4 separate regions of the Mus musculus genome follow, and regions 2, 3 and 4 are each linked to region 1. Evidence: chromatin contacts called from public HiChIP or PLAC-seq data. All regions are on one chromosome and are shown on one strand. Each heading gives the region's core, a stretch centred on a gene start, on an enhancer-like site or on the middle of the called end of the contact. The rest is flanking DNA. Distances are from core to core; before and after follow the strand shown.

The links. HiChIP or PLAC-seq counts read pairs in DNA pulled down with a chosen protein or histone mark.
Region 2: an H3K27ac HiChIP or PLAC-seq map of thymic regulatory T cells shows a contact between it and region 1, with 4 times the contacts expected there. The contact joins two enhancer-like sites. A contact is called at or near these places in 1 of 15 datasets of contacts at CTCF or cohesin (CD8 T cells), 5 of 484 Hi-C or Micro-C datasets (CD8 T cells, Th1 cells, double positive thymocytes and 1 more) and 7 of 115 datasets of contacts at active chromatin or transcription factors (CD8 T cells, Th17 cells, Th2 cells and 4 more).
Region 3: a CTCF HiChIP or PLAC-seq map of CD8 T cells shows a contact between it and region 1, with 12 read pairs. The contact joins two enhancer-like sites. A contact is called at or near these places in 1 of 15 datasets of contacts at CTCF or cohesin (CD8 T cells), 3 of 484 Hi-C or Micro-C datasets (CD4 T cells and Th1 cells) and 5 of 115 datasets of contacts at active chromatin or transcription factors (CD8 T cells, effector CD8 T cells, memory CD8 T cells and 2 more).
Region 4: a contact with region 1 is called in a BATF HiChIP or PLAC-seq map of CD8 T cells, with 20 read pairs. The contact joins two enhancer-like sites. A contact is called at or near these places in 1 of 15 datasets of contacts at CTCF or cohesin (CD8 T cells), 7 of 484 Hi-C or Micro-C datasets (CD4 T cells, CD8 T cells, Th1 cells and 2 more) and 3 of 115 datasets of contacts at active chromatin or transcription factors (CD8 T cells, memory CD8 T cells and thymic regulatory T cells).

What each region holds. Positions count from the first base shown.
Region 1 is chr17:52,058,651-52,063,928 of GRCm38.p6, forward strand. No RefSeq gene overlaps it. Among named protein-coding and RNA genes, the nearest start is that of Gm19585, 88 kb to the right of the region's middle. Within about 2 kb of position 3,636, at least 25 of the 459 cell types and tissues checked have an H3K27ac peak or open chromatin away from gene starts, as enhancers often do. A contact at or near this core is called in CD8 T cells, Th17 cells, double positive thymocytes and 4 more, where this site is marked.
Region 2 is chr17:51,878,446-51,883,696 of GRCm38.p6, forward strand. It overlaps Gm20098 (predicted gene, 20098), which reads left to right and starts at 4,282. Exons shown (of 3, transcript NR_045095.1): 1 at 4,282-4,396. Within about 2 kb of position 1,401, at least 35 of the 459 cell types and tissues checked have an H3K27ac peak or open chromatin away from gene starts, as enhancers often do. A contact at or near this core is called in CD8 T cells, Th17 cells, double positive thymocytes and 3 more, where this site is marked.
Region 3 is chr17:51,803,305-51,809,024 of GRCm38.p6, forward strand. Satb1 (special AT-rich sequence binding protein 1) reads right to left here. Exons shown (of 11, transcript NM_009122.2): 3 at 1,893-2,069; 4 at 1,010-1,136; 5 at 127-250. Among named protein-coding and RNA genes, the nearest start is that of Satb1, 26 kb to the right of the region's middle. Within about 2 kb of position 3,452, at least 37 of the 459 cell types and tissues checked have an H3K27ac peak or open chromatin away from gene starts, as enhancers often do. A contact at or near this core is called in CD8 T cells, memory CD8 T cells and regulatory T cells, where this site is marked.
Region 4 is chr17:51,901,619-51,907,454 of GRCm38.p6, forward strand. It overlaps Gm20098 (predicted gene, 20098), which reads left to right. Exons shown (of 3, transcript NR_045095.1): 2 at 3,873-4,262. Among named protein-coding and RNA genes, the nearest start is that of Gm20098, 22 kb to the left of the region's middle. Within about 2 kb of position 2,548, at least 50 of the 459 cell types and tissues checked have an H3K27ac peak or open chromatin away from gene starts, as enhancers often do. A contact at or near this core is called in CD8 T cells, memory CD8 T cells and thymic regulatory T cells, where this site is marked.

The DNA.
Region 1 (5,278 bases), core at 2,386-4,885:
CAATTTTCATGTTTATCAATGATTACACACATGTAGCAACATCTATATATCTCTGAGACTTTAGTATTGTTTTCAGAGATAATCTTAGCCAGTCTCTTAGCAAAGGAACGTATCTGAGTTCAAGCTATTGATGCTAAAGATTGAAATGGACAGTGTGGTTGGAATTCAGGAGAACTGGAGGTCAGACCCCCAGAACCCATCCACACAGATTCAAACAATGTCTTTTGGGTGAGACAAAGAAACAGTTCTTAGATTGGATTTGGATAACAGGGTTGCAACGTCCATCCTTTTTCTAGAGCCAACACCGATCTGATCAGAAATCTAATTTTGCCATCTACCAGGGGTATCCTTAAGCAAATGATCTATTCCATGAGGCAATATCAGTATCAAGGAGTCACTGTAAACCCCAGGGGAAGCCTGTAGCAGTGTCAAGGTAGGTTTTAGCCTTCTTATGATGAATTGCTAAACCCTCACATAACTGACAGGGTACTAGATGGAGAGACAAGTAGTTTTCTTTTTGTCTCGTCTCTCAGTCTCTCTGTTGCTTGCTCTTTCTCTCTCTTGATATAAGATAGGTTGAAAAGTTTCTCCATGTTGTTAATTTTAACTCATCTAATAACTGGTTCTTCACATTAACTATTCATTGGAATCACCCAGAGAGCCTAAAAACAGTGAGTCCTGGATTACAAGCACAGAAACCGGGCTGTAGTTGATCAAGTATATGGGATGGGCACCATACAATGTAGCATGTAGCCCAGGTTTAAAAGAAAACTCTGCTAAAAATGCAACGAGGAAATACATTTACATGATTTCCAGGTATATTATATAGATTAGTTTTGTGTACATCTGCAGGTTTTATTTATTTATTTATTTATTTATTTATTGTTTTAGCAAATGAAGGCACCCAGTTCTTTCTACTGGACTTCAAATATTTTGCTGAAAGGACCCAGATATAGCTGTCTCTTGTGAGACTATGCCGGGGCCTAGCAAACACAGAAGTGGATGCTCACAGTCAGCTATTGGATGGATCACAGGGCCCCCAATCTCGGAGGAGCTAGAGAAAGTACCCAAGGAGCTAAAGGGATCTGCAACCCTATAGGTGGAACAACATTATGAACTAACCAGTACCCTGGAGCTCTTGACTCCAGCTGCATATGTATCAAAAGATGGCCTAGTCGGCCATCACTGGAAAGAGAGGCCCATTGGACTTGCAAACTTTACATGCCCCAGTACAGGGGAAGGCCAGGGCCAAAAGGTGGGAGTGGGTGGGTAGGGGAGGGGGGGTGGGTGGGTATGGGGGACTTTTGGGATAGCATTGGAAATGTAAATGAGGAAGATACCTAATAAAAAATTAAAAAAAATAAAAATAGTCATTAAAATTCTCTCAACATTCCAATCTCACGTGTACTTACATTTTAAAGCTGCTTTCTATTTTTTTTTAAATGATTTCTACCTTCATTGAAAATACAGACTAGCACTGGATTGTTACCACAAAGCCTGAGTATTGCATCAGCTGTCTTCCACAGCTTGACTTCTGCCTCGCCTGTGTGCAAACTCCTACCAAGGAAAGGCTTGTGCGCCTCACCTCATTTGCCACACAACGATGCTTACCTACTTAGGTTAGGGTACCAGAGTTGATGAGAAATTCTTTGGGAAGCCAAGCACAAGTTTTTGCTTTCAACTATTTATAGCAATCAGCTGGCTTTTCCAGTCCCTCATTAGATCAATCATGGCCATTGTCTTACAGTTGAGTGGGAAATCGTTACAGGTGGAAGAAGGCACGATGCCTCTAATTCAGCAGCCCGCCCCCCACCCTTCACAGGAAAGCTGCAAGGAATTACAATCAAACTGAAGACTTGTTAGGGGAATGGGGCTGCTTCCAAGACAGGATTGCTAAAGATGCTCTGGATACGGGGTTGCACATAAAATACAAACCCAGAGTGGAACTAAGAGAGAGCCCTCCTCCCTCCGTAGATAAGATGGGATGCTGCTGTCGTTCAGGCACAAAGTGGCCTGCTGTACTTCAGTCTCAGCTGATAGTCTCACATTTGGCAGGGACTTCCCTATTTTTTCACAGGCCATTTATTTGGGAATGTGTTTTACAGGTGGCCCTGCTGCTGGGTCCAATCCCAGGGCTTATGTGGAGCAGGCCACTGCACATCTTTGTGGCTGAAGAGAGTGTCACTTAATATGGCTACCATTGGCCAATATTTGGGAAATTCTCTCTCTCTCTCTCTTTTTTGTCTCTGCACTTCTCCCTGGCCTGTTGAGAAATCATAGTTCAAATGCCAGCTGAACCCGTCACGAAGGGGTAGGCAAGAGGGTGATTGCTGAAGTTTCCATTTCTGCTTGGGTTCATATATGGTCTCTGGGGGTGACCCTAGGAGCAGGTGGGATTTATTTGTCCCCACTTCCCTTCATTAAAACCTGTCTTGGAAAAGAGTCTATTTGAAGGAGTTATTGAAAGTGGTAGATATTTTCTGCCCACTGGCAGAGGGAGAAGCGATGCACACGTCTGAATAAATAACTGAAAATGGCTTCTCACTGTTCAGGAAGTACAATCAATTTGAAATTAGGATTATGGAAACATCTGCGAAAATTCAAGTGTCATCTCAATTTGGGCTCATTCAGATCCTGTATTTTTCAACTTCCCAAGCAGTGCATTTAAAATCTAATCCTAATTAACACACATAGTTTAATTATAGCCAACAAAATATTCTACAAAAATTGTGTGTGCTGGTTGGGGGGATGGGAGGGGAGGGAGGAGGCGAGGGGGAAAGCCAGACAAGTGTTCCCTGATTGTAAAAATTCTTGTTTGGTTAATAATATAAATCCTCAAGATTTTAAACACACATCCAAGTTTGCTTCTCTTGAATCCAAGTTAAGGAAAGAAAGGAAGGAAGGGAGGAAAGAAGGAAGGGAGAGAGGGAAGGAAGGAGGGAGGGGAGGAAGGAAGGAAGAAAGAAGGAAGACAGAAGGAAAGAAGGAAGAAAGGAAGACAGAAGGAAGGAAGGAGGGAAGGAAGGAAGGAGGGAAGGAAGGAAGGAAGGAAGGAAGGAAGAAAGAAAGAAAGAAAGAAAGAAAGAAAGAAAGAAAGAAAGGACACAGAAGGAAAGAAGGAAGGAGGGAGGGTAGGAAGGAAGGAAGACAGAAGGAAGGAAGGAGGGAGGGAGGAGAGGAAGAAGGAAGAAAGGAGGGAAGGAAGGAAGGAGGGAAGAAAGGAAGGAGGGAAGGAAGAAAGGTCGACAAAAGGAAGAGAGGAACCAAGGTAGGAAGGAAGGGAGGAAAAATAAGCAGAAGCATAGAGCTTGCCTCAATCTTGGTATTATTTTTCACTTCCTTCCCATTTCTTGCTAACCTGGACAGAACAAAAACCTTATTAATTTGGTTCATAGATCCTCTTCTGTGAAGACCCTTGTTGCTTTGCTTATTTTCTTTCTCTGATCAGAAGATAAACCTTTATGACTGTGTATGCGTCCAAAGGAAGAAATAAATCTACTTTTCACGAAGCAAACTTTATGATGTGTTGTTTAGTGGTGAGCGGCCCCTCTAAGGATTTGAGGGCTTAGCTGAGCAGCGTGGCAACGCGGCTGCGAGCTTTATTGGAGCTTCACCCTAATCAGCGAAAACCACGGCAATCAACCATCTTGTAGAATTACCAGAGCTCCCCCCCACCCCCCAGCCCAAGCTTGGAGGAAGTGGGATGTGCAAAGGGAGTGTCAATTTGAAAGAAAACAAACTGAAAGTCACACAAGGAAGAGAGGGAGGGAAAACCACCTTGGAACTCCACACAATTTTAACTAAAATTGACTTTGAGAGAGATCTCAAAAATTCAATTTGGCTTCCTCTCTGTCACTTCTGTATCATCTCAGCTGTAATAGATGTAAGGGGAAGTACGATTTTGCTTCTCTTCCTTTGCATCTTGTTTCTTTGTTACTTAAACACAGAGAACTGACTTTTAAGTCCTCTTTGCTCAGGGGCTCTCAACCTTCCTGATGCTGTGACCGTTTCATCTGGTTCCTCATGACGTGATGATCAACAGCTATAAAATTAGTTTCATTGCTACTTCATTACTGTAAATTTGCTACTGTTGTGAGCTGCAATGTAAATGTCCGTGTTTCTGGATGGTTTTAGGGGATGCTTGTGAAAGGTCTTAGTGGTTTCTTTGCATCGTTACTGTGAGCGATGGGAGAGCTCACAGTATCAGTGTTGGCCTCTCCGTGTCACTGTGGAATCTGGCGCTATGAAATCAGACTCAATTTATTAGGATAATTGAAAGTTTTGAGGAGAGTAGTTTTCCCCTTCTTGGATTAATACAACTGTGGTTTCAGGGTTAATACAACTTAGAGGCTGAGAAGTGTTGACACATTTTATTATCTTTGCCCTGGCTTTGATTATGATTGCAATTCCATTCCTTTGAAGACCATGTTTTAGAGAACCCTATAGCAATGGAGCTCTTTTCAACAGTCCAGGAGGAATGAGGAAATAACAGAGAATGGGCTTTATTTTGGGGGATGCATTTCTCGGCAGAGAGTAGGGAGCTTCAAACCCCTAACCCCACAGGAATATAAGGACTAGTCTTGAAATGATAGCTGTGCAATAAATTTTCATCAATCCCTACCTAGTGCACAGAAGACCTGATGTATCATTCTTACTTCCTCTTTCTTCTCTGACCCCCTTCGCTCTGCTGTGTAGCAGCAGCGTATCCTCCAGTACCACAAGGGAAGAGACCATTTCTTTCCAGAGCTGTCAAAATGCTTAGCCTACCGTCAGGTACAACTAGAGAGGGAAGAACAGGAACTGACCTGCAGAGTAGATTCAATTTACTGCTTTCAATGAGGACATTAGAGACATGATTTTTTTTTTTTGAAGGAGAAGTTGGGGATAAAATATTTACTGAATGAGGCATCCTGATATCTTATTGGAAAAGATCCTAAGTTCTCACTTGAAAAAAAACAAAAACAAAAAACAACATTGTAGAGTAGTCGTGGTCAAGGAAAGACTCAAGATCAGAAAAACTGCAGGGAATTCAGAAGTCAATCAGACTTTGGTGTGGGACCACTGGATCCTGTGACTCCCTATCCGTTGATAGCGCTGCTATGCATTAAGCCCTTGGTCCTGCCTCTGTGGCAGAGATGTAGAGTGCCAGTAATAATCAAATGAGATAAATAATGCTCATAGATTTCTTCTCAAATTGCATGGAAATTAGTTGAGGATCACAAATTCAAGCGATTATTATTAGCCATGGATATTTTTATTTTTATAAAACACCATTTCA
Region 2 (5,251 bases), core at 151-2,650, 180 kb before region 1:
TCTCCTTGTGTATCCCAGACTGGCCCAGAACTCACTATGTAGCTCAATTTCACCTTGAAATCAAGGTGAAGCTAGAAATATAAACCTCTGCCTCCCAAGTAATAAGATTATAGACAGATGTTTGGCCCTGTAGTTTTTTGTTTTTGTTTTTTTTTTCCTTGACCAACAACACCGAGAACAGGAACAAGTCTGGGTTATACCTATCCTAAGCTCTTAATGTCCTCAAGCAATATCTTTAAAAGTTCAGAATTCAGTTTCGGCCCTCATGTTTGTTTTCGTTGCTTGTCACTTCACAATGCCTTTTAAAGATGTCTTTGAGCCGGGCGTGGTGGCGCACGCCTTTAATCCCAGCACTCGGGAGGCAGAGGCAGGAAGATTTCTGAGTTCAAGGCCAGCCTGGTTTACAAAGTGAGTTCCAGGACAGCCAGAGCTACACAGACAGAGAAACCCTGTCTCGAAAAAAACAACAAAAGAAAGCAAAAAAGATGTCTTTGTCTGCCTTTTAGAGATCCTTGATTTTTGAGAGCTTGGGTACACGAGAACCCTTGCATAGTAGCAGTCCTTAATAAACAAATTTATGTTTCTTCCCTACAGTCCCCTCAGCTCTGCTCGGGTGGTGGCTTTCTTTGCCTTGGTTAAACATTTGGGCAGGTTCATGCATTCTTCCTGTCCTCCCTGCTAGGGAACTGAAAGGTCCCTGGCCATTACAGCCAGGGTCTCCAATCTGGAGGCTATAAAGCCCCATTTAAAGCTCCAAACTCTATATACTTTTCCTTCTTCCCCCATCTTGCCAATGGCTGTTTGTGAGGCCCAGAGGACAGAGGGGAGAGGCAGAGGGACGCAAGAAGCCTGTTAGTCTGGTACTGGATTAAGACGGTGTAGTCCTTGCAAGGGCAGACTGTCAACCTGACACTTTCTCTGCTGACACTGTGGAGGGTTGTTGAAAGTTTCCTCTTCTGGGTCTCTCAAGAGCCTCTTTTGATGTGGTGGCATCTGGCAGAGGTGTAGCTGCCTCCCACCTAGCCTCTCTCTGCCTGGGTCTCTGGTTATCTGGCCTACAGGCTCTCTTGGGAAGAATATTTCCCTACTCCTATCTGACTCCATTCTTCCTTCCTGTAACAACACCCCCTGCCTTCCTGCCCCCCAAACTCCCTCTGTTAAAGAAATTTGCAGTCATTATCTAGGCTCTCAATGGCCCTCTCATCACACAGCCTGAGGTTCGGCAGTCCAGCTACCAGCCACATGTGTGCCCAGCTCCTTGGTCAGAGGCTCAACAGTAGCCACTGGCTCCTCCTTAGATCCTTGCAGCAGGTTTGGAGAAGGTGGTAGAGTTTTCTGCACAGCCTTGGGTGGATTCAAGGGTAGTTCCATTTCAATTCGTTCTCCCCACACAGCTAGCTGTCTTTGAACTTCAAATCTGACACACCTATATACCCCAGATGGGCTAGGGTTTCCAGTAAATATATCATCAACCTCACCGTGGACTTTTGTAAATTTCCATATGCCTCTTTTGTCCCGAAAAAGACTCTAATGTGGTAAGCCACCTGAAACTACCGATTTAGTATTTTGATAGACCTGATTATATCAGGCTAAGTTGTGCTGGGTGTGAACTGAATAGACATGGTTAATGTGGGACTTTTTATAATTGAGTTTGGGAATGTAAAAAAAAAAAAAAAAAAAAGGTGACGGCTAGGTAAGGTCCCAGAAATGAAGTTTTTAGTTTAAGAGTTCTGTGATTTTTTTTTTTTTTTCCGCTCAGCAAAATAAGCAGGTCATTACATGTTTGAAAAGATGCTGGGTTAAATATGAGGAGAAACTAATGTTTTGTTGTCCTATGTCTCTGTGTGTCTCTCTGTTCCTCCCCCCCACACACACTGTCTGTTGTGCGTTTCTAATGAAGTAGTAGCATTGTCTGCTCCAAGAGCTGTGTGATTTCCTTTGATAACTGTTAAGACGCCAGAGGTTCTCATTGTTTGATCGTCTTTGATCTCCACAGCTATACTCTTTCTTTTTTTTCCTTTAGCATTGTAGCAGCCTTAAACTTTTTTACATGCCTGTGAACACCAATAGTTAGTACTGCCTTCACGGAGGTACGTCGTGTGGCAATGTTTACACAAGAAAACCATTCGTAAATCCCCATTCTTGCCCTTTTTCTCGGGGGATCACTTTCTTCGAAGGGAATGGATCATCCCCAGTTGCTGCAGCCCACATGCTTCTTAAAAAAGGAACAGGGGTTTTAAGCGTTTGGATCACTTCGTGGTCTTAAAAGTTGTGGCAGAAAGAGCAGCAGTGTTAGAAAAGGTGCAGGGTGATTTTTACAGGGGTAGGGAGGTGTCTAGTACATACAGCACTATGGAAGTGTAAGCCGAATAAACCCTTTCCTCCCCAACTTGCTTCTTGGTCATGATGTTGCACAGGAATAGAAACCCTGACTAAGACCTCCTTCCATAGGTGAGCTCAAAGTCAAAAACTAAAAAAAATCTAATATTTTATAGGTTCTTTCCAGTATTGTTCTGAAAACAAAACAGTTGATGGTTCTTTAGATGGATCAAGGATTCCCAATGAGGGGTACGCAAATTCCACACTCAGGGGTGCACTATCCACTGTGAGGCTGGACGGCCGCAGTGTGTGTGCTGTGGCTCCTTCCTGCCTTCGGTCACAGCGCACTGCTTTAGAATGAACAAAGAGGGAAGGAAACGCAGGCTGTAATGGTAATGGGCTCCCTTTGTCTCCAAGAGAGGCTGAACTTGACCTTCGAAGGCACAGAGGTCCAACGCACACTTTTAAAAGTAATATTTAAATTTTAATAGAGACAGTGATAACCAGACTCTCAAAACCAAAAGACTGGTCTTTTAAAGTAACTGATTAGCAAAGAACAAAAACTTTAAGAAGAAAGTCTACAACTAGAAATGAAAGTCTTGTCCTCATCCCTCCATCCCAAGGAGGCCAGCTGCCTGCTTTTACATATCCCCACAGAGTTTACACTCATGATCTGCTTACAAGTTCATGGCAAGTCTGGTCTGAAGGATGTGATGCTACAAGCTGGATTTGAAAAGTTAGTTATTTATTGTGTGTGCATGTACACACAAAGCACACATGTGAATGTCAGAGGAAAACTTGTGGGAGTTGATTCTCACCTTCCACCTTGGTGATGTGCCTCATGGTTTGGTGTGAGCCGGAGGATGCTCTGTTGCTAGTATTAGCTGATCTCCTTCCCTGGCCTGACATCCTGGCTGTAGGAGTGCTGGAATTACACATCTGGCTTTTACATGGGTTTGGGGATGGGACTCAGATTGTCAGGCTTGTATGGCAAAGATTTTTTTACCAGCTGAGCCATCTTCCCGGTCCCAAAATTGGATTTTTAAGATTAAAAAAAAAAAACAACTTATTTTTCAGTGTTGGCAAAATGGTATGAAAAGAGGCACTGTCATATGCTGTTGGTGAGAGTGTAAATTTTTAAAATCTTTCTGGAAGGCAGTTTGGCCATATCTATTGAATGCCTTAGAATTTTGCATAAAACCTTTAAACCAGTGTTTTCACTTTAGGGGATTCATGCTAAGAAAATAGTCATAAATGTTTGTAAAATTTTAGCTACAAGATTTTTATGGAAGTTTTTTTGGTAGGAACAAGAACGGGATAAGACATAAATATTTAACAAGCAGGCTCTATTCAGCCATTAAAAATGATACTAGAGAAATATTTAATGCCATTGAAGGCAGGGAAGCTGGTTAAAAAACCAGGTTCAATGAGGCTCTATTTTGTAAAAATACTTTTTTTTTTTACATCAAAAACACTGGATGAAAACAAACTGGAGCATTAACAGTCAGTACTTTCCCAAATAATGGAATTATTTATGACATTTTTCAAACTTGGAAATAACTTTACATTTTTATGTTTTAAAACTATTTAGTACAGTAGTTGTAGAAATTTGAAACTATAAGAAAGAAAAATAAACTTGAAGCTCTGCTCCCTCCAATTCTATTTGATAGAACACACAGACACACAGGCACAGGCACACACAGACACACACACACACACACACACACACACACATACACATAGACACACACACACACAGACACACACACATAGACACACACACACACACACACAAACACACACACACACACACACACACACACACACACACACACACACACACACACACGCGCGCGCGCGCGCGCGCGCACGCACTTTATCCTCCTTTCTCAACTTCCCAAGCAATAAATTACAGAGTGAGCCAGGTGCTTGACCAAATACTTTTTCTTAACCCCTGTCTGCAGGCAGATTGGCAACTGCCACTGCCCTGCAGCTAAACAGCTACTTTGAGATACTTCCTTGAAGAAAAGCTTGCCTGGGGGTTGCAGTGTCTCACCTGCAGAAGACTCAACACCTGGTAGGCCTACTTTCTCTAGAAAACTGTCGTCTTTCCTTCAACAGTCAGATTTGTCCTATGTCTTCCAAAGTCTCTCAGAGCTTGATCTACCTCCTAATTTTGAGAAAATTGACACCTTCATTCCTAAACAATGTATAATGTTTCTAAGTCATCTATTTTCTCCCGGCTTTCTCCTCCCCCCTCCCCCTCCTCTCCCCTCCCCACCCCCTCCTTTGCTGACTTCTAAGGGCTTTGTTACCTCCCCTCTCCTCCCCCTCCCTTGCTGCAGTCAACCTACTTTTCCATGCTTTGTTATTTTATCTAGAAATTGTGTATATTTCATTAGTTTAATAATTCTCCTCTTTATAATTACTTTCTTTCCTGGATATCAGGGCTACTCTGATTGAGTTGCTAAATAAATTGGGGGATTTTATATTAGTTATCCCTTTTTCAAAATGTACAAGAATTTAAATAGCAAAGTGAAGCAGAACTTAGAGAAAGGGCTTTGGTAGAGCTCAGGGTGCTGATGTGTGGGTGAATACGGACATGGACACGGACATCTTTGATCTTCCCCTCTTCCTCCTTCTTCTCCTTATTTAGGTTTCAGTTTTCTTCCTCTTTGTTAAAAGTCCTTTAGGCATACAAAGTTTGCAAGACCAAGGGGCCTCTCTTCCCAATGTAGTAGTAGTACAAGTAGCCTCTCTTCCCTAGTAGGCCATCTTCTGCTACATATGCAGCTAGAGTCAAGAGCTCCGGGGTACTGGTTAGTTCATATTGTTGTTCCACCTATAGGGTTGCCAACCCCTTTTGCTCCTTGGGTGCTTTCTCTAGCTCCTCCATTGGGGGCCCTGTGTTCCATCCAATAGCTCGCCAGGG
Region 3 (5,720 bases), core at 2,202-4,701, 260 kb before region 1:
TCACTTAGCATTTTTAGCAAATTCTTGCTTCAGATACCAGTTGCTTGAAACCAGGGATCCCCATCAGACCTCAAGTGGTAGCTCGCCCATGATGTCTTATTATTTATGACACGCTCTGCTGAGTACCTGTGAAAGGGGGCACTCCTTGGCCAACGAACTCTGGTTCATATCTTTCAGTAAGTCCTTCAGAGCATTCCTTACTGTGGTGTGCGACCATTGTTCAGGAGGCAAGTCTTCTAGTTTAGGGCAACTATTTGAGACAGAGATTAGAAAGGGGATTATTACAGGATTGCATCCCGCTGCAGAACATTCCTTTAAGACAGACAGATTTCATTTTGCGCATCAAACAGATGCATCTGGAGATTGCTCTCGGTCTCCTGATTGTTCCGATTAGTTAATTACTTTATACAACACATCTGCTGTATCGATGCATGAATTATACATCAGCTGCCTGTGGTGGCTATTTTTTCATGTTACTTCTACCTTCCTGCTCTGATGCACTTGGGAAGACAATTTAAGGTGTGCTGCTTTCTCACAAGCCACGGTGAAAAGCGTTAACGTATTAACTGATTTCCTCCCATGACTCTGTTCATACGAATTAAAATGACAAAAAATACATATATAAATAAATAAGATCGTGGCAAAAGCGAATAAGGCATTCTTTCACAAAATGTACACAGATGGCACTGTTCATGATATGCAAAAATATTTTTTTCTTAAGTAAACTTTATGTAAAATGCCTTCTTGTAATGCATCATTTAATTGACTAAAAGTAAAAAGTCCTATCTTTTGATAGCACGCAGGGAAAAAAAAAACATAAATTTCGGGGGGAGGAAGTAAATTTTAAAGTCATATATTGAAGTTGGAGAAAATAACAGAAGGGGTAAAGTTACCAAATTAATTTGGATTAGCATGTCTCAAACGATGAGTAAATAAAAAATGCAAGCTGGCCAAAGCAGCTTTCCGTCCACACTGTAGGGAGGGAGACTATGTCCCTGCCTGGACTCACCTGTGTAACTGAATTTTGAGGGTGACCACATGATACACATCTTGAAGCATGTCTGCCACCGTGGCATCAGGGGCATCTGTCACATACGACAGTGGAACTGGATTCCACTTCCCAACCTGGATGAGCCCTAGTCCAGATAGAGAGGGGACATGCTTAGTGCTGGCTCTCAGGTCCAGCAAAAGACTGCTGCGCTCTTGTGCACTGCCCCCACCACAGCCAATAGTGTTACTTCTGTTCGAATGCTTCTCTTTCCCTCAAAAAGGCAGGTCAATGAAGATATTCACAGCCTAGCTTTCCAAATTGTGAAATTATGTAAATGACTATAGGGTTGTTTATTATTTTGGAAATAAATACCAATCAATAAAACCCATGCATCAGGCCACATTGTCCTAACTTACAGGAAGTTCTAATAAGACATAGCTGAACCGGTTCTAAATGGCTTTATGATTTAGATAAGATTCCCTATTGCAGTGGGAATCAGCATTGAAAAATACTTTACAGCCTATAAAACCATCAGAAACAGAATAAAAGAAACAGAACTAGATATTCAGTCATAAATGCAAATTGACTCTCAACAGTCCATCTGCTCAGATAGGCTCCTCACTTCCTTGTGGGTCCTCAGTGGAGCAGATTATTAAGGTCAATAAGCATCCTAATGATTCAGCTGAAGTAATTTAAAAAAAAAAATTTACCTCGACATTCCACATGAGCAAAATGTGTGTTAACTAAACCAAACTGAATTAAGCCAATTTTTAAAGCCACAGCCTATAAGGAACCAACATAAAACACAGGCTGTAGCTCTCTGAATAAAATGTTCCCTGCTTTGTCTGAGAGGCAAACAGGAGGACCAGCAACTTCCCAGCCCCACAAATGCATCCTTTACCTTTGGCTTGGGCAGCAGAGCTGTGTGAATAGCCTAGAGACAGCAACGCCATCTCTATCAGCTGGTTGAAAAGCATATCCTTTCTCACCAATACAAATTCCGCGTGCTCCTCCTTGCAATCATACTCAATGGCGTTTTCATAATGTTCCACCACGCAGAAAACTGGTAACATGGTTCCTATCAAAGAGACAGAGGAAAATATAGAAAACCAACAATCTTCAGAAACAGTCTGGAGGGAGGAAGACCTAAGCTATGAAACTAAATCTTCACCACAGTGAGAGGAGCCACAGAGCTTCCCAGGCAGTCTGGGGGGAGACACAGGCACACAGACAAACATGCAGTCATTTACTGTTTAAAAGTTGCACAGGAAAGACTTTAACTTCCTTTACGGTGTACCTGCTCATAAGGTAACGTGGCCTCGCCATTCATTTTAATAGTGCATCTTCCAAAATCAGTGAACGCAGAATTACTTTTCTGATCGAACAGTAATGCTGACGAGAGACAGATAAGTGTCTGGTCTGATTTGCTTTAACTGCTACGCAAACAGAACCCACTGCAGTTGTCTTCGAAGAGCCCACCTTCTTCCTGCATACACACTTCTGTTAATAACAAGCTTTACCTGCTTGCGCCCAAATTATCTGACTAGACAATGATTTTTCTGCCTGGTTTTCAGCATTTCCTCTAACTGGTTCCACAAAAGAAACACAAAACGTAACCACATCGGTGCTCATAGGCACTGTTTGAATGTACAGAACAAACAAAACAGAATACTTCTATCTATGACTACCCATTTCATCTATCCAGGAAAAAGCCATTGACAGCAGCCATAAGTCTTTAACGTTAACAATTTCTGCTGCAGTTAAATATGGTAAAAATGACAGAGTGTGAAAGGAAAGCTGGCCTTCCTGCGATCCAGGAGAGGCAGGCTCTGCGTGGGGTCTGCTGCTTCTCTGTTGGCACCCAGTCCAAGAGCTCAGTGACACAGGCCACAGGACTGTTGGGAAGGAGATTTGGCCCAGAAGCCGGAGTCCACCTGCAGTGGCACTCAAGGTATTAATGCAGTACGCTGTCAGACTTCCAACAGTTCCAGAAAAGGGTTAAAAACAGATGCATCTGAGCAGTACTGTGGCACACTGCCAGGAGAGTATCATCTTTAGCATAAATGATGACAAGGGTTACTTTAACAGGGCACCCAGGATCCCCAATTAGTTCCACAGTATCCCTGCCTGCGTCGGCTCTATACTCTGGACTTGTACTGGACTGGCAGAACCCTAACTTCTGAGGGTGTCAGCTGCCCATCCCCTGCTCTGAGGATCGGCATGACATTTCCCTACTGCCTGAGAGGCCCTTTACAAATCCTCTATTTGCTGGTTTCTGCTGAACAAAAGCCGGCCATAAAACAGCTCCATCTTTCCACATGTGTGTCTTCACCTAAGCTCTGCGAAACCATTCACAGGAGACTCCAGCTCTGACAATTAAACCAACCCCTTTAGGTTTACTTAGAAAAGCTCACAAACTCGTTGGGAAGTACCAGCAGGCTAGGCATGAAACACAAGCCGCAGAGCTTGCCAATATTCTTGTCATTCATTCAGCTGTTTTATACCAGAGAGAGAACCCGTCAGGGATCAGAAGAGAACTTGGGGAGACCGCAGCAAAAATAGCAATATGCAAACTGGTGATTTCTTCCTTGGCTTGAAGGTATTTTGGCAAAATCTCTTAAACAAATAAAAACACCCAACCCCTTTTTCTTAGTGCTTTCTCAGCTTAGCCACAATTTTTATCTAGCACCTGTCAAACAGAAACCAAGCACATGAAAAATAAGATTAAAAAAAATAATAAAAAAACAAAACCTCCCAAAAGACTTCTGATTTTTTTTTTTTTTTGCTGTTTGTTTTGAGCGCAGACCCTCCTAGAATTAAAATGTATTTCTTAGATATGTAATTTTGAATGCAATGCATTTCTTAAAGCATTTGAGGAGTGAGATGACCACACTCTAGCTCTTAGCTCCTTCTCCTCACTACTGATGTCTGAGGAGTTGGGGTTTGCAAGCCAAAATCACGTATACTGCATTTTCCTCTCATGGAATCAGAGGTGTCAAATAGCTTTTCAGACCTCTGCTCTATGAAATAAGTGAAACCTTTTCAAACCACTGAAACAGCCTGGATTGACTCTGTGTTTAATTGATCGAATTTAAAGGTGCCTTATAGATAATAAAGGTGGCTGCGATACGGTAGCAACAGGATCATCTAATTACAAATCCGGTGCTAGATCGTCTTGAGAACTGTCACGGTTGCCCTCCTGTTACTAGGAGTAATGTTAAACAGGAGCCTTCGCTGGACTGCCTGATTATTCAAGCTGGTGTTTGGCCAGACTTCCAACTACTGCAACTTCATAGCCTTCCTGCATTAGACAGGGAGCACTGGTCACTGCTGCAAGCTAAAAATACCACATGATTTAAACCTGAAGGCAGTCTTAGAGGCTTTTGCTGGAGGTTCATGAGCCTGTGTAAACAGCACGGCAGCCATAAGGAGCAGGGAAGTCTGTAGAATCCTTGTCTAAAACTGTCCTGGCATTAAAGTTTGCTGTGCAAATATCACATAATACCAGAGACAGCTGAAATCTCCTATTTAGGAATTTATGGAACTTGTGTGTTTGCAGGCGTCAGAAAGTCTTTTTTTATAGAGCCTCAGCACTACACAGTACAATATTAATGCACTCTGTTTGAAAAGCCATAATAAATTATATTTTTAATGCTCTTACCCTGGCTTAAAGATGCATACATTCTTGGCAAACAATCAATAAATAGGGTAATCATGAGTAGAGGCCAAAGAATTTGCTGAAGGGCTGTTTTTCCATTTTTAATAGATAAAGATCTAACAATACGGAGTGCTGTGTCTGTTTATTTCAGGATCAATATATTCTTTGTTTTCGCCAAACCAAGGAAAAAAATAAATGATTGTATGATAAATATGATAAATGTTATGCATCAAACACAATGAAATTCCTCGGCCTCCTAACTTTCTCTGCTTAGTATTCGTGCTGAGTAAAAGATGGCATTATTATTCTTTGCTTAGCAAATGCAGAAAAAATCTGAGTCCTACATGTTATTCAATGACAAAATAAAGACCCCTGTGAGGCATACAGGGTATTCCACACAGGACCTGACTTGTAGGGACAGCAATGTCTAACACAGGCAAAGTTGTAAAAACTTCATCCATTTAATATTGGTAGAAAAATCACTTGTTTGTATTTTTCCCCTTTACAAACTTGCCTAAATCTTCCTTTCCCTTTACCAAAAATACTCAAAATTAAAAACCAGAATCAGCAAATTGTTTTTAAAAAACAAACTGTTAAATAATAACTTTGCTCTTCAGAAAAATAAAAAGCACAGTAAATTACATCAGAAATCTTTGTTCTCATGTCAGGTCCATGTCCTGAAAATCCCCTTACAGTTAGTAATCTCAGGAAAAACCTATGGTGATTCTCAGACAAGCTCAGTCTCTTACCCAGGATCAGCTCAAACAGCAGCTACCTGCACACCCATAACTGCAGCAGTGTCGCCAAATGGACCTTGTCTAGACGAAGACCATGACACTGAACTCAGACTTTTTACTCTCCAAATATACCAGGGCCTCCAGTCTTAGGAAGAGAGAGGCACCACTCAAAACCAGCACACATGCTTTCAGAACCTGACTGACACCACAGCCCACAATGCCATTTAATTTCCCATCAGAAAGACACCTAGAAAGAGAATATGCCCAGCATGTTCCAGCCCTACACCTCCACACAGGGTGGCCTTGGGCAGACATCAAGCAGCTTTGCAGGATT
Region 4 (5,836 bases), core at 1,298-3,797, 160 kb before region 1:
CAGGGGTTTTAGGAAAGGAATATGTTTGGGCAGTTCAGTACTGCTGTGTGCATTTCATTATTGTTATATGCATTTCACTATTGTTTTGTGCAGTTCACTATTGTTGTGTGCAGTTCACTATTGTTGTGTGCAGCTCACTATTGCTTTGTGCTTCTTTAATATATTTCTATTCTGATGTTACACTCAGTTTGTTTACAAACTTGGTCACTCATCCTGAAACCTAAAATGTCCTTCCCAGCTTTCCCAAGAACATCCATTTCTTGAGGCTGACAGCAGCTCTTGTGTCTCACATCCTTACGGAAGTCTAGTGGGATGAACCTCACTTTCTGTTCTCAGTACTTAGATTTAGCTGGGTCGGCAGAAAGGAGCAGAGGGTTCCATCCCTGCTCTGGCTTTTGAGTTTCACTGAGAGCAGGGGAGCAGATTGAATTTACAATACTCCTTATTTTTTTTATCTGAGGTTTAAATTATTAATGAGTGTGTATATGAATTATACCTATTTATAAGCCAACTGGCTTCATCCCTTTACATAGAAGATTTTCAGGTTAGTTTCACTACAAATCAGACTTCAAGGTTTCCTTGGCACTGTAGCTATGGCCTCCGGTTGTGACCACTAGTCATTGATAGCTCCATGAAAACATACACACACACACACACACACACACACACACACACACACACACACAAAGTCTTATACACACACGCCCAAACATACACATTCACACACAGACACTCACATACTCATTTATACACACATTGACACACAACACTCACATACAAATTTACACACACACACACACACACACACACACACTCAAACATACACATTCACACACATATACTCACACACTCACTTATTCACACACACTGGCATACATATACTCACATATAAATTCACACAGATATACATTTTGCCTATAAGTGCAGCATAGTCTCTAGAGTATCATGTTTTTCATAGTTAGTGATTTATATATTGCATACATACCAGAGTATATGCATACTCGTGGAAGTCAGAGGACAACTTATGGAATCAGTTTTCCTTTTCACCACATAGATTTCCTGTATGAAACTGTCGTTTTTAAAGGCTCTTCTAAGTCCTTTATCTCTTTGCTGTGTGTCTAAACTGTGTTTTTATTCTCTGGACCTGCAGGAACCCCAGTGTGAATGGCCACTAACACTCTGCTTCACTTCTTTGGTCCCCATATGTGATATATTCAGAAAGATTGTGTTCTCTTCCCCTGAAGATCTTAAAAAGACAGTCAAGAAACTTGCTTATTCTGGTCAGAATTTTCCTGGTTCAAAGCCATGATTTCTGTGTCTTTATTAAGAAAGAATGCCCAGCAATAGATCACCAATACTCGAGGAACACAGTGGTATTTTTGTCTCATTTTGCTTTACTTGGACTTTTTTTTTTGTCTTATCAGTCTTTTGTTTGCTTATTTTAATTTCTATTTTGTGAGGATTTTTTTTGTACATGTGAATTTCTTTTGGTTTTGTTTGCTTATTTTAAAAGGAGAAAGAGATAAGGAATGCAAAGTTGGGAGGGGAGAAATTGAGGGAGGGGGAAACACCATCAAAATATATCATATGAAAAATGTTTTAATTAAAAAAAGTTTTCAGCTGTGGTGGTGCAGGGTGGTAGGATTTGCTGAATGCAATAGGATCAGGAGTTCAAGGCCAGCCTGGAATATGTGATTTTTTAGCCAGGTGGTGATGGTATGCCTTATTAATCCCAGCACTCAGCAGGCAGAGGTAGGTGGATCTCTGTGAGTTTGAGGCCAGCCTGATCTACACAGTGAGTTCCAGGACAGTCAGGGGTAAATAGTGAGACCCTGTCTCAAAGTTCTCACCCTCCAAAAAATATTAGAAAGAAAGAGAGAAAGAAAGAAAGAAAGAAAGAAAGAAAGAGAGAGAGAGAGAGAAAGAGAGAGAAAGAGAGAAAGAGAGAAAGAAAGAAAGAAAGAAAGAAAGAGAAGAGAGAGAGAAAGAAAGGAAGAAAGGAACAAAGAAAGAAGGAAAGAAAGAAAAGAAGGAAAAGAAAACCTTGCTTTGACCCAAGAATCAAGTGACTTTCACAAAATAGTTTGGAGATTGGGACAGAAATGAGATGACCTGGGACATGTTCAGGTCTCTTCCAGAGGGACAGAACTAGCTTGAGCTCATCTTTTGAAAACCAAATAGGCATTCCTATTTTCAAGTAATTGTGAAGATGCCTGGAGTAAGACTCTAGTTCTAGAAAATTCGTTATAGTTACACTAAACTGTGGCTCATGAACCATGAGCAGGTTTCACAGGAGCCTTGCAGAACAACTTTTCTTTTCAGAGGCTACATGCCTTGTGAGGCTCAGATGGTGGTATGCTGGGAATTCCAAGATGATGTCATGGGTACCCAAAACACGTAGTGAGGCAGGCATGATGCCATCTGTGCTTTCTGGGTGTCATTTCTGACAAGGAATCTGAGCTTTCTGGAAGGAAGGATGCACATCAGGGTACACAGAGACTCATGCTATAGTGACTTCCGCTCTGTAGCACATGCACAGCTTCCTGTTTTGGTCTGATAGTTTTCCCCTGGGCTTTCAGAGACGCAAAATTACCCACACAGAGATAGGTTGCCCATGAAGAGAGCATATGTCTTATTTTTGGAAGCTTTCTTTAACAGTATCTTTGTTATTTTGTTTTATAAACCCTGTTTCCTCTTGTATTTTATATCATATCTTGACAGTAATTTCACCCAACCTTGAGGACTCCTCTTTCTCCCTCTTAAGGCTTTTATTTCTTGGCATTTTTCCCCCCATCATCTGTAGGAAATGTTCTTGTTACTGTTTTATTTATTTATAATATTAATGGCCTTATTCAGGTCTTACCATACATGTTTTTATTTCATTGGGTCAACCATTTGAAACTACTTGAGAATGTCTCAAGTGAGGTAACCAAAGATGCCTTCAACATACTCTCTGCTTCCAAGTTGTGTAGAGTTCGGGTGGGAAACTATGTGTGTAAAAACAGTAGTAAAAATAAAAGATGATTTCTCCTACGGGGGGAAGGAAGGAGGGTCACACAGATTTGCCATGTGCTTCGTGGCCACTGTGTTCATTGGTGAAGGGCCTGTGTAAACATTTTGTTCAGGCTTTCCCCATTGGATTTGATTGTTTAATTATAGACATTTTTTCATATAGCCTCTGTGTGTGTGTGTGTGTGTGTGTGTGTGTGTGTGTGTGTGTGTGTGTGAGTGTGCATGTGGAGGTCAGAGGACAACCTCAGTGATGGTTCTGCTCTTTGACTGGCTGGCCTGTGAACATCTAGAATTCCTCCAGTCTCTGATTCCTGTTTCCTGATGGATGAACAGGCACACAACTGAGTCTTCCTCTTAGGTAGGCTTTAGAGGTCTGAACTCAGTTCCTCATGCTGGCCTGCCTTCTCTTTTACCCACTAAGTCACCTCCTCATACTCTGCCTTTTGTTTTCTCTTCTTTTTCCTTTGTTGACACAGGGTCTTACTATGTAACTCTCACTGGATAGAGCAGGCTGACGTCAAAGTCACAGATACCTGCCTGCCCCTGATGCCTGAGTGCTAAGGTTAAAAATGTGTACCACCGTACCTGGTTTCTTTTTGTTTGTTTTGTGTTTTTGATATCTAATGCTTTCTGAGCCTTGTTGTAAAGTTACTGAGATACACTCCTGTGTTTTCTCCAATGTCTACGTTTACATATATCAAAAAAAAATACAAATTAAAACCAATGTGTTATTAATATATACTTGCTAGAATGATAGAGTTATAACATATTGTGAGTGAAAATATGAAATGAGAAAGCATGATGAGATTTATTCTGGTATGCATGCGCCTCACCCAAGTCTTTGGTATTTATACTTTTAGATCTTATCCAGAAGGAATGAAAACATCTATTAAGAAAACTTGTACATGTCTATAGCATCCTCGTCATGGGCTGGGATGCCCATGAATAGAAAGTGGACACACATTCGGTTACCTGTATAGTGGAATCTAACCTGCGCTGGAGAACTACCCTCAAAGTACAGGGTTAAAAAGACTTTCCACAAGGGAGTCTTCTACATGTTTTCTTTTGTACCAGCTTCTAGAGTTGACAGAAACTTACCCACGATGAAGCAAACTGCAGGCATCTGCAGTGGTCTTCACATTCAGCTGGTGGCCCCCACTCATATGCTGTCATCTCAATTCCCTGTGACAACACTTGATGGAGACCAGCCACTAGAGAATAGTCAAGAGGACAGAGATCTCCTCTTTGAGGTCAGTGCCCTTTATTTCAGAGATCTGCCCTCCTCCTCCCACTGTGAGGACACAGTACGAAGGTGAGCATTTGGATCACTATGTCTGCTGCCACTTGGATCTTGGACTTATCAGACTCAAGAATCGTGAGGAGTAGGTATCTTTGTCACACGACTTGTGGATTCTGTTACAGCAGCCCTATGCTGACTGCAATGAGGAACACTGACTGGATAAGCACTTGGAAGTGTTCTTTACCCTGACAAGTTTGTGAGTTACTGAGGGAGTCTATTGCTCAACACTCAGTGAAGGTACATTTGCGATTCATACACTGCATTACATGTAAATAATATCTCCATAGAAACCATGAGTACAGTCTTAGGTGGCAGGTTTTGGCAACTAATTGGATAGGACTATGTTACATTGTTTAAGTGTGCAGTTTGTATAAAGTGTCCTAAAGTCACAGCGGGAAGATGTCTTAGCTGTGATAATTTGGGGAGTGACATACCCTTCTTGGACTCAAGGTTTCCCTTCCCAGAACTGAAGCAGTATTTTCTATCAGTTGATGCTCTAGGAAGGTGTGCAGGAGGCTTATGACAAGGGCTGACACAATGTGTTGAGAAATTAATGCCACTTGAATAATTTCTACCATTCTTTTTCTGCTTTGTTTGTTAGCAAGTAACGTGCCACCTGTGATTCTGAGGTTTGAATGCTGCTGTCTACAAAGCTGACATGTTATGAACAAAAAATACAGAACACAGAGTAAGATCATACCCAAGAGGGGACAGGATGCGCTCTCTTTTGAACATTGTGGTTTTAGAGCAAACAGATCATTGGCGATGGTGGGTCATGAATTTGGAGGGAAATGAAAGGCATTTTGGGATTTGAGGGATGGTGAGCCAATAAACCAGAACTCTAGGAAAGGGGCGGGGGTGGGGGGGATGGGAAAAAAAAAAGAAGTTATGAACGTATCAGTTGCGATTTCCTTGCTGTCATTATTCTTATCGTGGCTAATCTCAAGTAACCAAACTGGTTTGCAAAATTCCCGAATACTTACCCATCACCTCTTTCTGCCTGTTGCTTGCCAGCTCCAGAACATCACGTGACCAGTGTGTTCATTGAGGCAGAGAATGAGAAAGAAACGGAACTTTCTTCCCTTTGCAAGGGTTCATTTGCCTGCTGGATACTTTGGGTTTAATAAGCTCTTTTGCAATGCATCTCCATTTCCAATCCAAGCAGCTCTCCGAGCATGTACTTTTTTCTACAGTTGCACAGAAATACCTTATTTTCTGATGTCCACAGCTTTCCAAGGAGTCATGCAGAGGCTGCTCTTGGTGGAGATACCCAGGAGTCAGCCTGTGCCAGGCGGGGGGCGGGGCTTTCCTCAGAGCTCCCACAAAGCCAAGCGCCTCTCTTGCTTTCATCTTCCCAGTCTTTTCAGATTAGGCTCTTGCCTTACCTAAGACTGGATTTCATATCTGTCTTACTGCAGAAGAAAGGGACATTTTCAAAGCACATGCACCCTTTCCCATATCCCTGTCAGTGTACTAGACTGTTGCCCTCAACTTAGGAGCAGCAGGTCTCTTGCTAAGGACTTC